Linked DNA regions of Mus musculus: region 2 is linked to region 1. A link is a contact called in public Hi-C data. All regions are on one chromosome and are shown on one strand. The core of a region is the stretch at or near the end of the contact, and the rest is flanking DNA. Distances in the headings are between cores, read along the strand shown. Region 1 holds the start of Tbx15 (T-box 15). Region 2 holds the start of Tchh (trichohyalin).

The links. Hi-C and Micro-C count contacts between places; a contact is called where the count stands out from the background.
Region 2: a Hi-C map of LSK cells shows a contact between it and region 1, with 6 times the contacts expected there. The contact joins the promoter of Tchh here to the promoter of Tbx15 in region 1. A contact is called at or near these places in 1 of 39 promoter capture datasets (cranial neural crest) and 3 of 484 Hi-C or Micro-C datasets (LSK cells and embryonic stem cells).

The regions. Positions count from the first base shown.
Region 1 is chr3:99,252,340-99,255,360 of GRCm38.p6, reverse strand. It overlaps Tbx15 (T-box 15), which reads right to left and starts at 1,601. Exons shown (of 8, transcript NM_009323.2): 1 at 1,276-1,601. The coding sequence starts at 1,480.
Region 2 is chr3:93,440,769-93,443,789 of GRCm38.p6, reverse strand. It overlaps Tchh (trichohyalin), which reads right to left and starts at 1,460. Exons shown (of 2, transcript NM_001163098.1): 1 at 1,323-1,460; 2 at 1-397. The coding sequence starts at 1,460.

The DNA.
Region 1 (3,021 bases), core at 352-2,851:
CACACAGCAGACCGAGTGGACCTGCCCTTGCTCCCAAAGAGAGAAAGTCGTGGATGGATGAAATAAATCTCCTTTTAATTTTCTTTTCATCGACTAATAAAAATAATTCCCCAGCACTAAACCCAAATTCCGTAACGGGCCGCAAGAACACGGAGAATTCATGAAACTCTGTCTCTGCAGGTCTCTGGCTAATCGAGTTATTATTAGCCTCGGGAGCGTGGAAACTGAACTGTCACTGCTGAAAGAGAAAATGTAAGCGACAGCTGTCCCTCTTCGGGCTTTGGCTAGCTTTCAGGCCAGGATCCTCAAGCTCCCGAGCCTACTGCTGCTCCCATTCCTGTGTGGGCGGCTGCCTGACTCTTCCCCCCCACCCCCAAGCCGTGTAGGACAAGGAGTCTAGTCCTGGATCCTAGCTGGTCCGCAGGGACACCTTCTGCAGGGCCTTAGAAATCTGGGCTGAAAATACTAGTTGTTGAAAATATTCTGAAGCCGCTAAACCGAGTTATGAGTGTAGTGTTTGTGAGCGTGCTTACAGGATTTTGACAACAGCTGTTCCCCCGGGCTGTTTTGCACTGTTGAAATCTTGGCACTAAATACAAAATGTGAAGCTGTTTTCTCCCTCTTAGGGTTCTGTTAAAATACACACATTGACATCCGCCTTGAGTTTTAAGTGTTTTGTGCATATTAATTATGTACAATATGGAGAGATCTAAGAAAATTAGTTGAAACGTGCACCCACCCAAATACTGAGATGTGGGCACGGATTAAAGACCTGGGTCTCAGGATACAGTGTCTATCTACTATGTCCCCAGTGAAATAGAAATAATTATACTCCACCATCTAAAACTTAGTTGAGAGAGAAACTAAAAGAGAAAACCGGAACATTTCCCATGGCTGCCTTATAGGCTTCGTCTGGCAGCACTCGGGGGCTCTCAGAAGCACGGAAGCAAGTCTCAGATCCACTGGGCTCTTTCTCCAGTGTCTTTGACTGAGCTCTTTCAAACCCAGGGACCCGCAGCCCTCAGTCTCTGACACAAGAGAAGGGGGATGGACGCAAGTAGGCCTTGAAATTGGCGATTAAAATGCAAGGCTCGGGCCAGGCCCCCAAATTGGTTCCGGCGAATTTAGGGAGGCTCAAGGTATTTATGCCAAGAAAAAGGAACCCCCGTCGGAGTGAGGCAGGGAGTCAGCAGGCAGGGCCTCCCTCCACTCGCGGGGATACCGGCTGGTGTTCCTTCTCCACCCGCCTCCCGTCGTCCGATCCGACACACTCACCCGGGTGGGGCTCCAGGCCGTGTGTCGCCGGGTCGTCTGTGTCTCCGAGTGGGCCTGCGGGACTCAGCGCCTCCATGGACAAGTCCAGCCCCTTCTCCTCCCAGTCTCGCAGTTTCCGCTTTTTATTTGAGCCGATCAAGGCTTCAACGGAGAAGGCATGTGCTCGGGAGCTCAGGGCGACTGCAGATCTTCTCCGTTCACTCATTTTAGCCGCCCGCACCCGGGTCTCCTCTAGCCCGCGCTACTGAGCTGGCAGCCCCGCGGCCGCACGCTCCGAGCGCCCGCCGACCCGGCCCTGGAGAGGCGGCGGCGCCGCGGCCGAAACTGGGGCGGCGGCTCCGCGGGTGATCTGCGCCCTCCCTCCGTGTCCTCCCCCGCCCTCGACCGCCGGATCAGACCGGTGCCCCCAGCTGCCCCAGCCTCTAGGAACTAGCGCGGGGAACGCCGCCCGCCCGTTGCATGGAGCACTGAGTCCAGCTCCCCACCCACCCGGGCAGGCGCTCACAAACTCTGCTGACTGAACTTCATCTTTTCTTTTTTTTTTTTCTTTTCTTTCTTTCTTTTTTTTTTTTTTTTTTAAATTCACTCCCTCTTCCTTTTTCTCCTCCCTCTCCCCCTTCCCCACTCGTTCTTCCCGTCCTTCCCTGATCCAAACTTCTGGGAAACTTTTCCCCCCTGAATTCCTCCCTTCCCGAGGAACAGGGGGTAGGCAGTGAGCTCCTGTCCGAGGGGTGAGGGAAAAGGGAGGGGGAGCAGAAAAAGGCAGAGGGGAGGAAAGCCAGCCCCCAGCCAATGGCAAGAAAGGAACAAGAGAAAGCCCGAGAGCTCGGGCCAATGGGGAGAAGGGAGAGACTGAGGCTCGGGCCAAGGCTGTGCGCTGGCCATCCCCAGGATGCTTCTCTGCCAACTTTAACCCCTGGCTTCCCGGCACCCGACTTGTTTCTCTGTAGGAGGAGGGCAGTCGGGACAGCTCAAAGTCAAAATCTGATCTTCGCCCTTATAGACTCTACAAGTCCAAATACGAATCCATACAGTTTCCTTCCAAACTCTCAGGATCTAATAGAGCTAGCTATCATACTCAGTTCAGATGCAGATCTGGGAAGCTGATGCTGTGACAAAATGCTAACCTGTCCCTCTCCTCAAAAAAAAAAAAAAAAAAAAAAAAAAAAAGGCAGAAGATATTTCTGATCATATCACCCATGCCCCCAGGGGCTTTGAGATCTGCCCAAATTTCTCTACGCAGGTTTCTACTGTGTTCCAGATCAATGACTTTCTAAGCGGGTCCGGTTAAGGCAAAACGAAACAACAACAACAAAAAATTTTCCTGCTGCCATTCGGCCTTATAACTGAACATTTCAGGACTTCACGCTCCTTGTTCTACCTGATGGAGGGAGGAGACAGACACGCTGAGAGTTAAGAGACCTGCATGGGCCGCTTAGCTTGCCTCGGGGTCTGCAAACTTACCCTGCTAGACTGGGCCCCTGCACCACACAAATAGTAACTTTCATAGCGCAGCAGACTCTGAGCTGCGCTTCGCCTATCCCGGGCTCTTATTCCAAAGAACCCACAGCGGGTGCCGGGGTTGGGGGTGGGGGGGAGATAGATAAGACTTCTGATAGCTGGGAAGGAACTTTTTCAAAATTTCTTCAAATCCCCTCATCTCCAGAACTTGGCTCTCATCTCTTACTAATGATCTCCCTTTGCTCCCACGCCTCACTTTTAAAGCTTTCAGGACCGTTCATTCAC
Region 2 (3,021 bases), core at 211-2,710, 5.8 Mb after region 1:
CTGCAAGGCGTTCCTCCAGTTCTTGCAGTTCTCGCCTTTGCAGTCTCTGCTCTTCATCGCGGTGCTGCCTGTAGCGCTGCTCCAGCCGCTGCTCCTCAGCGCGCTCCTCCTGCTCACGTCTCTTCTGCCAGCTTCGGCGCCCAGGTTCTTCGTCCAGTTGTCTGCTTCGGGGCTCGAATCTCCTTTGGTCTTCTTGCCTGCGATCTTGTGACAGGTTCCTCTTTTCATTGGGCAGGGCTCTCTTCTCGCCTAGCTCTGCGGCCTGATCGAGAGCATAATAGCAAGCTTGAGCAATCTTGAAAAGGAACAGGAGGAATTCGTTGAAATCAACACGCCCGTTGCAGTCGCGATCCAGAAGTTCTAGGGTCAGGTCTATCGTCTCAGGGTCATGTGGTCTCTATGAAAAGATTAAAACAAACAAACAAAAAAGTTTTATAATTAATTATTTACAAGTAGTAAACTTTTGCACTCACGTTTGTTTTGGGGAGGGGACTATTTGGAGCGATTAGAAAATGCACAGAGGAGCTGGAGAGATGGTTTAGCCGCTAAGAGCACTTGACTGCTCTTCCATAAGTCCTGAGTTCAATTCCCAGCAACCACATGGTGGCTCACAACCCCATCTGTAATGGGATCTGATGCTCTCTTCTGGTGTGTCTAAAGGGATCGACAGTGTACTCACATATAAAATAAATAAATAAATCTTTTTAAAAAGCAAAGAAAATATGTTGTCCTGTTTCCCCAGCTATGGAAACAACTCATTTCAAAACATACTATTGTTGGAAATTTTTGTTAATTGTGTGCTGATCAAAACAACAAATTCTTTCTAGATGAATGAATAAGAATGGTTTCATCCTTGTGATCAGTACAATGGAATTTAAGAAGATTTTCAACAGATATTTCTGCTTGAAATAGCCAGTGCTCCTGATTTAAGTCTTATTCCATGTTTGAAGAAGAACTGAGATATTTACAGCAATGCCATTTTAATTGCGAAACAGGCAAATTTCTGTTGCTGAAAGTTGGAAGATGGTGCGGGGAGTCTTTTCAGGTCCAACTAACTTGATCAGGCATCATCAGTGGTAATGCCCTATTAACTTACACTTCATTCCTACTAACAATGCCATCAAGACCATTAAATATATGCTATTAACTTCTTTAATACTCATATTACAATACAGATTTAAATAACTCGGGCTCAAAAATGAATGTAGCCCTGTCATGTTTTAAAACAATATTGATCAATATTCATTGCTCTGGTCTTTCTTGGGAGAAAATTTGATAGCCCCCACACCTATAGATTTCTTTTTGTGTATGTGAGGTCTTACCTGAAGGACATCTCCAAGTTCTCTCTCAAGGAGGTTTTTCAGGTCTTTCTTGCTAAGTGATGCTCCATCACAACTTTGTGATGCATATTGATTGAAAACTTCAGTGATATCGACAATGCTTCTTATAAGTGGAGACATTTTTTCTTAAAATTCAAGTAAACCTGAACAATAAAATAGGATTAAAAATCAAATCTCTGCTTCTGACTTTGGGAAAACTTCATTCACACTGATTTAAACAGATCTTTGGATCTATCATAGTTATTTTAACTTGCATTTTCAAAGCATTTTATCTTTGAATACTATATTCAGGAAGAGGAAGAGAAATATTGAAAAATTCTAAACCAAGAAATCACCTTCATACTATATTACAGTCAACTTTTCATTGTCCATCAGTGTAGACTATCCATAACCTCCCTCCCCCTGTTTTCATTTCAGCATATTTCAGAGCAGAGAATGGAGTGATGAGGGAAAGAATTTAAATTCTACATATTGCTATTCATAGCAACACTTAAAGTTGAGCACAAAGGATAGGTAAAAGCAATGATGTGAAGAGAGACTTGAGCATCTTCAGAAATAAATATGTAACCATGTATGCTAATTGTGTTTTCAAAAACATTGCAACAAACAGAACGGTGGAAAGAAAATGTGAATTATTTCTTAAATATATAGCCTATAAGACACTAATTCATGTCATCCAAGTGAAACATTGTAACATCTAGATAGAACAAGGCAGAAAAACAATGCATGCTATCTATCTTAACTCAGACATAGTATGGCTACCCAATCTTCTATTAATGAAAATTATTTGAAAGATCCTTTCTGTTTGGTTAACCAGTCAGTGGGCCAAACAAACCTGAAGAACTTTGGATGATATTATTCTTAGGGCTGGCTTTGTTAAACTCAAGTAAATAGTTTGAATGTTGGATTATAAAAATAGGAGGGACTCTGGGAATGTAGTTCAGTGGTAGAATGACTGCTAGTATGTTCAAAATTGTATGTTGAATTCCCATAATGTCAGAACAAAGCAAAATGCACAGCAAGGACAATGACAACTGGCTCATGTTAAAAGAATATTTGGATGGCTTTGCTGGCTGCCTGCATAGTACCGCATTTAGGTGAGTACTTTATATCATTTCAACTTCAATACCTCTTTTGCCAATTCAGATGTGAACTGTGTAAGAATGCATAAAAAAGAGATCAAAAGAGTTTGCACACCTTTGAGATCATAGTTTTTCAGAAAAATGAGTCTCATAAGAGGCACACATGACATTTCTTGATGCACGTAAGTATTGAGTTCAGAGCCTTGGAAGAATTGCTGCTCTTGGTTCAACTAATGGCTCTGACCATGAGGAGATGGAGTAAGCTAAGCATGCTGGTTCATTCCTTTAATCCTAGCTTCCCAGAAGCAGAGGCAGGTGGATTCCTGTGAGTTTGAGAACAGCTGGGTCTACACAGTAAGGTTTAGGCCAGACAGGGCTAAACAAGACCTTTCCAAAAAAGAAGAAAACCAAGAGACAGATGAAGTGAGATTTACCCGATACTGGAAGGTGGAAGTCCCTTCTGGAAGGTAGGACCTACCTCTATTCTCCCAACATGTACCATGGCTAGAAAATGAATTATCATAGAATATCATCCCATAGAATGGAACTTACCCACTTCACCAGAAGAAGAAGTCAAGTGCTCACTGACACTGCTGGCA